2 separate regions of the Zea mays genome follow, and region 1 is linked to region 2. The links are chromatin contacts, called in public Hi-C maps. All regions are on one chromosome and are shown on one strand. Each heading gives the region's core, a stretch centred on a gene start, on an enhancer-like site or on the middle of the called end of the contact. The rest is flanking DNA. Distances are from core to core; before and after follow the strand shown. Region 1 holds the start of LOC100284319. Region 2 holds the start of LOC118476033 (mitochondrial carnitine/acylcarnitine carrier-like protein).

Region 1 (3,918 bases), core at 242-2,741, 390 kb after region 2:
ATATGGCAAGAGACAAAAACACCCTGCCAGGCTTAAGCATCTCAAGACAGTATTGCACCAGTACGATTTAAGGAATCGACGAGGTTTGCCATGTCTACTACTATGCTTGAACTACCTGAGATTTATATTTTACTCAAATATATGGTGTATACCTGCACGAAAACACAAAGAACCTTGTTGGAAAAAAAGAGGATGGACCACTACAATGTTCCTTGCATTCTCAAATCAGTCAACAAGTTCGGCTGCAACAACGACATTAGCCATGCATAGTCATCATCGGTGAACAACTGCTAAGACATGACTGGAACTTAAGGACAATTGATCAGTGATCCAGTAGCGCTAGCAATCTAAGAGGATCGAATTAGGCATGGATCACATGCCTCAAGATAGCCACATCAAACATGCAATGCAAAGACATATGAGAAGCAGCAATTCCTAAGGAATGATTCCAATCACATAAAGCAGGAATTAACCAAATTCTGGAAGAAGTAAAGATGAAAAGAAGGAATCTAGGAGATGAAAGAGAGATTATTACAGGTCGCGCCCTTGCAATCACACCTAATTTAGGCTGACCCGGCCCCTCCTTGTCCAGTCCAAATCCATCCATGATCAGATTTAATTCAGAGAAACCCTTTCCCAGAGAATTGAAATAACAGAAACGCACAAAACTTGCTGTTGCTTTCTTCCCTTGCCGATGGCAGCCGCCGCTACTCCGCCGGCCGCGGCAGAAGGACGGAATTGGTGGTTGCGGCGGCCTCGGCGGCGTTGGCCTCGGCGACGGACTTGAGCTTCTGGAGGTTGAGCCTGATGACGGTGTCGGCGAAGAGGCGGGTGTCGTCCTCGGTGTTGCCGTCGGGGACGTCAACGACGTAGGACTCGAGCACGACGGTGCAGATCGCGGGGTCTGCGAGCTCGGAGACGGTGGTGACGGAGCGGTAGTTCCGAAGGCGGTGCTCGCCTCCGGTGATGGAGAAGCCGAAGACCCTAGCGGCGTCGTCGAGTAGGTCGAGGCGCTCGGTGCTGGTGCTAGCGGGCAGGCCCGAGATGACGCTGACCTCGCGGAGGCGGCCGGGGCAGAGGGCGTCGCCGGCTTCGGGGTCTGGGCGGAGCGCGCAGCTCCGGATGAAGTGCTTGTACACCTGCGGGCAGTCGAAGCGGCGGACGACGGCCCAGACGGCCTCCGGCGGCGCGTGGATGCGCTGCGCCAGCAGCGAGGAGCATTGACCCTCCCCCACGGCGTAGCGGTGGTGCGCGTCCACCGTCGACCGCAGCTGCTCGTACTCCGCCGCCGTCAGACCCAGCCCCGCCGGCACCTCCGCGTCCCCGCCCGCACCCTGCTGGTCCATCGCCTCGATTGGATTCGCTGAGATGATTAGGGAAGGGGAGGGGAGGAGAGAAATGGGGAGCTGGAGTGCGAGTATGTTTAATACACGGCGAGCAATGGGGAATTGGTATCTGTGCTTTCTACCATCCCTCGCTCCCTGTCTTGCTGTTGCTAATTTGCTAGCCACCTTTGCCCACTTGCGTTCACTCGACGCTCTCCCTTTTAGAGCCTTTTTAGCCTATATCTCTAGCTATACATGTTGAAATCCAAACAGATCGGACCAACCCGGCACGAATCCGTCTTTGGCCCGGCTTGTTTAGGCTCGACCCGTTTAGGTCTGACTAGCTAACAGGTTGTGCCACTATGTGCCAGACCATGGTAATCGCGTCTTAGGCCTAAGCACAGTACAGATTGGTCCACATCGTACCGAGCCTGTCCGAAGTCCATGGTGCTTGAACAAAGTGCGAAGAAAAATGAGCAAAAAGAGGCTTGTGTGGGGTTCAAACCATGGTGGGACGGCTTCAAAAGCTTAGCTGCACTACTCTAGACAATTGAGTCATGGTTCATTTGTGTTTAAGGGGGTGTTTGGGAACAAAGTTTTTCTGCAGTTTTGGAAGAATACTGCAGTATTCTCAAATACTGCAGTATTATATACATAATGGTGTTTGGCAAGCTGGGTAAAATCTCTGTTTTCAAAACTGAAGTATTGCAAATACTATAGTTGTTTTAAGGCATTCTAAACTTAGCTCTAGACCTCAGTTTTCAAAACTGCGGTATTATAAACTACAGTATTGTCATAACTAAAGTATAGTATAGTATTTCAAAAACTGTGGTTTTCAAAAACTTTGTTCCCAAACAGGGCCTAAATGATTATAGTTGTTTCTAATATACACAAATATGCAATGCAAAATAAAAAAATAAATCGAGTCGTGCTCGGACCAGCATGTCGTGACACACCAATGGCCTAAGCATGGCACGAATAACGAGTCGTGTCGTGCTCAGGACGGACTAAAATCGTGTCGTGCCACGGGGTGCCAGGTAGGCACGACCCTCCTCATACACATATTAAACTTCACTCTACGAACAATATAGTCTACATTACAAAACAGTATTTTAGGTGACTATATAGGTGAACTGTTGGACACGGTTTTAGGAGTATAGTTGCATTGGATGCAGTCATGCCGAGACATCTAATATAGGACACGTATTTTCTGCTCTAATGCCCACGGTCAGAGTTGTACAAAACAACCACTCATATGACTCAACATTCTCATTGAAAGGAAAGTCGACGACATCAAGACACGCCCTACGCAAAGGAATGTGTCGTCATATAGAATACTCGTTCCCCTTACCCGGCCGAGGATCTGGAAATCCTGCCACATCTCCTGCTCCTCCTGGTCGTCGAGGGCGAACGCCGGCTCGCCATCCGGGGAGTTGCAATCTAGCCACATGAGGCATGGACCTCCCAGCTTGAAGGGATTCCTCTCAATGGTGAAGATGGCGGTGCTCTCCTCCTCGTTAGGGAAGAGCGCAGTGCGCACTAGGACCGGGACCTTGGGCCACCCGAGGGACCGACTTTGTGGTCGTCAGCCACCCCCTTACCCCGGTCGAAGGCCGGAGAACTGGGAATGGAGATCGCCGGTGTCGATTTGCTAAGAAAACAATTTGCATATGATAGTGCGCATCCGTAAAAGGTGAAAATATCATATTGTATTGGTTTATGCTATATGTTACGTGGATTGACACTAAATCACCAAATAACTATAATTATTTCTACTTGCAGCATCAGAGAAAAATATGTAGAGTAACTTTACATTGTAATCCACAACAAAATCATAGAAAAAGGCATAATTTGTCTATTTCTTTCTCTCCATTTGTGCCACAGATAATTGAGAATTTGCATTTTTTTCCTTAAGTCCCCAATAGTAGTTCTGTATGTCCCACTACATGCATTCAACATTATCAAATCCATCACAAACTTGTAAAGTCTACATGCTTGCGAGGTACCGATATTTGCCTTGTGGCTTGTGAATCTTGGCTCTTTGACTGAAAATTCTGGATTAGAGAATGAATTTTATCACATGAGATTAGATCTAAGCATGGGTGACCTGACCCGACCCGCCTGGAAAAAACTTGACCCAACCACTGCAACTGGCATGTACGGGCTATAGTTTTTGACATGCAACAATCCATGGGTTGAGCACATGCCATGATTTTTGACCCAAAACCCGACCCAAAGCCAAAAAAACCCAACCTGACATGCCCAATAGAGAAGCACGGGACAATCTGACCGACCCAACACTAGACACGGGTCAAGTACGAGTCATGCCAAACAACCCACAACTCGACCTTGACCCGACCCAAACCCAACGTTTGAACAAGTCTACATGAGATTAGACCATGGTTATGGTCCACAACAAAAGAAGCGATATATTACCTACTATCTTGATTTAACCTCTCATATATACACACATTACGTCCACATCTTGTCTATGAGTGCTTCTTTTGCTTGTTTGGTTTAGCACATCTCTTTGTGAAACCTTCCCTTGAACACACAAACTCTTGTTCTCAACCACATCACATTTCTTGGTTGA
Region 2 (3,941 bases), core at 321-2,820:
CATCAAAATAAACACATTTGTACAATGATTGATCTCTTAATAAGGTAATTATTTATTTTTTATCATTAACTAGTACACGAAAACATTATCACGTGTAGGTTTAACGGGTCCCCGCGGGGAACAGGGATGAGGATGCTTCCCTGTCCAATCCCCGTTTACCCGTCGGGGGAAGAATTTTTGCAGTTACATCCCTATGGGGAAGAAACTTTTCCATCGTTGTCTCCTAATGGAGGAATTCCCCACGGAAATTTGGGATTGGGGCCATTGCCATATCTAGTTGTGTGCGGCAGCGCTCCGTCTAGAGATGGCAACGGGTACAAACCCGCTGGGTTTTGCCGTCCCAAACCCGTACCCGTGAAAAATATCTATGCCCATTAAAAAACCCGTACCCATGACGGGTTTGAGATTTTGCCCAAACCCGTACCCATCGGGTTAACGGGTACCCATGGGTTACCCGCGGGTTTCATCTCCAATATACTTGTTCTTCTCATAATCAATAAGTATCGTAATGATTAATGATATCATGATCCAAAATCTATGTAATGAACAACGAGTTCATGATTTGGTATAAAAATTATTAGTAGAGAGAATGAAATACAAATAATAAGTTGTATAATTAAGTGACCTTGCACTAAGTTATCCATCCACCACATATATAACGCTAGTAAAAACTATAATATCAAGCAAGCAACACTCTCACCGACTACTGATACATTCACCAATTGATAAAAATTATGAAGTAAATAAGGAATAACAAGTTTGTTGTTCGTTTATAAAATAAAATGACAATATGCACTAGGTTTGGTCGGGTTTAAAAAACCCACGGGTTCACGGGTTTGGGTACTATAGGAACAAACCCGTACCCATAAACCCGCTGGGTACAGATTTATGCCCATTTACAAACCCATGGGTATGAAAATTGACCCAAACCCGTACCCTAATGGGGTAAAAACCCATCGGGTTTCGGGTTTCGGGTACCCATTGCCATCTCTAGCTCCGTCACAATACAAGAAGCAAGAGTTTGTTTGAGGGCATGTACAACCAACGTAAGTAAATACCCCGTATCTTAAGTGATGTCAAGGGAGTAAGTGCAAAAAAACCTAAGAGACGACATCTTAGTGAAGGAACTGTCTCTAACACGTTTCTCTAAGTTTGATATGATTCTACACATACAAATCATATAAATGAGTGGTATCTTGAGAGATTCTAGTGAATAAGATATAAGATTTAGATATATTAAGTCGTACGAAGAGGTTTCTTAGTTATATGTACTTAAATACATTGATCGTATGAAGATGTTTCTTAGATGTATCTAGTGCTTAGAAATAAAATATAATATATAGGTTCGAGTTTCGTGAGCTGAGACATGAGGGCACAGAGGATATGAACGTAGGCCATGTTCCTGTCCGCATCCATCCACCGATCCACCCACCAACCCCCGGATCAGAGGTCCGTGCCATTCCAAACGTTTACGAAACGTGTTGGATTGGTTGCATCGCTGGTAGTTGAAGGTGAAGTGCCTCTAGACTGTCGTAGCAGTAGGTCAGTAGCTGACCATGGCAGCCTACCCTATATACTCCGGCTCGCCCACCCACCCGGCAACCCGCCGCCCGCGGAACAGCCCCCGTGACCGTGAACCAACCAGTTGTCCAGTTCCGCTCCGGCACTCCACCCACCCACCCAGCCACCCCACGCCCGCGAGCGACCAACTCCCCTCTCGAACGGTTCGGGCCTTTGCAGTCGACAGATCGATCAATCAGCACCGACCACTCGCGACCCGATTCGAATCGAGCCAGAGTCCCAGGCAGCGGCGGCGGCGGCGCCCGCCTCCAAGACCACCTCCACCCGGACCCCAGCCCCAACCCCAAGGTGAGCCGCCCCCTCCGCGGCTGCCCTCCTCGTCTCGCTGCATTGCTCATCGTCATCGGGTTGCTTTGTTAGGTCTCCCTCTCGTACCGTTCCCCGCTCTGCGCGCGCTCGTGCGTCATATCTGGCCTGCGATTCATTTCACGGCGCCGTGTGCCTCTAATATGGCTGGCGTCTGTGCCTCTTTGGTGAGGTTTTCGACTCCGTGGCTTTGCCTTCCCTCTAGAGACAGCGGGTGGTGTCTTCAGCCCTGATGGCACCATGTCATGTGCGCGATTGGATCATGGGGATTCTGATGGTTCACAGCGCTTCTTCACCTTCTCCGTCAAGGGTTCTGTATGTTGCAAACCACGGTGTGGTTCTCTTTGACATGTCCATTGACGACTGCCATACTGTGCATTTCTGATAGCTTTGCGCAGCTTACCTGTCTTATTGCAAAATAACCAGTAGTACCATTGGCGGAAGCAGGCCCCCCCCCCCCCCCCCCCCCCCACCCCCCCCCCCCCCCCCCCCCCCCCCCCTCTTCCCTGTCCCCCTTCCCCGTCAAATTGGTTGTTGGTACTTTGCTTTTCTGGCTCATTCTAAATTTTCATCCAGACCAGACAACCCGGTGTTTGATACAAAATTTGCTGTGAACCTTTACTTGCATCGAGAAAAGTAAGTCGCTTGTAGTTTTCTCATAGTTCATTGCAAATCGAACTGTATTTCGTTGCAGTTAACAGATGGGGGACGTTGCGAAGGACTTGACGGCTGGGACCGTGGGAGGGGCTGCCAACCTCATCGTCGGGCACCCGTTCGACACCATCAAGGTCAAGCTCCAGAGCCAGCCCACCCCTGCTCCCGGACAGCTCCCCAAGTACGCCGGCGCCATCGATGCTGTGAAGCAGACGGTCGCGGCTGAAGGTCCGAGGGGCCTATACAAGGGGATGGGGGCACCTCTGGCCACCGTAGCGGCCTTCAACGCTGTCTTGTTCAGTGTCAGGGGGCAGATGGAGGCGTTTCTCAGGTCAGAGCCTGGTGTGCCGCTGACAGTGAAGCAGCAGGTTGTTGCGGGCGCCGGTGCTGGAATCGCAGTCTCCTTCTTGGCTTGTCCAACAGAACTGATCAAGTGCAGGTCAGTGAGAGTCGGGCCAATTTTTCATCATTACATTTTTTCCACTTGAATTTTGGATATTAATTAGGTGGCCTTTTACATGCTAACTTGGAACCCATGTGGTGAAGAGATGTTAGTCATCATGCATGTCAGATACTGAATTGTCTTACTTGCATAATCAGATATTGGCCCCGTTTGTTTGGGATTTTTTCAGCTTCTGGCCACCAAAAGCTGCTGCGGACTGCCAAACACCACAGCTTTTCAGCCCGCTTCTATAAGAATCATTTTGGTAAAAACGTCTAAAATCAACATGAATACAAAATCGGTTGAGTCGTCGCGATAGTAGGAATTCATCGCTTTCTAGATCCTGAAACATTTGAACCACTTCATCTTCCTCCGCACGTAATCCCACGATACTCAGATTTTTCTCACAGCCAGATTCTCTCCACAACCGGATTTTCAGAAAAGCTGATCAGAAAAAAGCTGAACCAAACAGGCCCATTAGATTTTTGCTACAATATCCTCCATTTAAGCAAGCCTATAAAGAATTTCCCATGTTGCTTAAGACCGAACAACTGAATCATATCCTTTGTATTTTTGTGATCCTGAACAAATATACTCAATCATATCCTTACATTGCTTATCTATTCAGCTCAGAAATGTAAGTTCCTGCAAAACAAATTCATGTCGAATACATGATGATATTTGTCCTATGTAAAATGCGCTTTCCTTCATATGCTACACATTGTGCGCTGTATGGTACTAAATTGCTATGCATTTCAGTGTTCCTTAATTTAGCTCACTTACATCATATTGTGGTTCTTTGCGTTAGCAATTTAGCATAAACATCTGCTGTCAGTAATACGCTAATCCAAATGCCATAAGATTGAACCATGAAAAAAAACATGTGTCTAGTGCGAACACAAACTAAAATAATTTATGCTCTTTTTTTTGGGTATGCAAATAAAGTTCCCACTAGTCA

Evidence for each region. A called contact is a pair of places that touch in the nucleus more often than the background predicts.
Region 1: a contact with region 2 is called in a Hi-C map of ear, with 2.1 times the contacts expected there. The contact joins the promoter of LOC100284319 here to the promoter of LOC118476033 in region 2. A contact is called at or near these places in 3 of 25 Hi-C or Micro-C datasets (ear, endosperm and tassel).

What each region holds. Positions count from the first base shown.
Region 1 is chr1:100,988,568-100,992,485 of Zm-B73-REFERENCE-NAM-5.0, forward strand. LOC100284319 reads right to left here and starts at 1,492. Exons shown (of 1, transcript NM_001157214.2): 1 at 10-1,492. The coding sequence starts at 1,346. The coding sequence ends at 708.
Region 2 is chr1:100,602,957-100,606,897 of Zm-B73-REFERENCE-NAM-5.0, forward strand. It overlaps LOC118476033 (mitochondrial carnitine/acylcarnitine carrier-like protein), which reads left to right and starts at 1,571. Exons shown (of 3, transcript XM_035964058.1): 1 at 1,571-1,869; 2 at 2,582-2,980. The coding sequence starts at 2,589.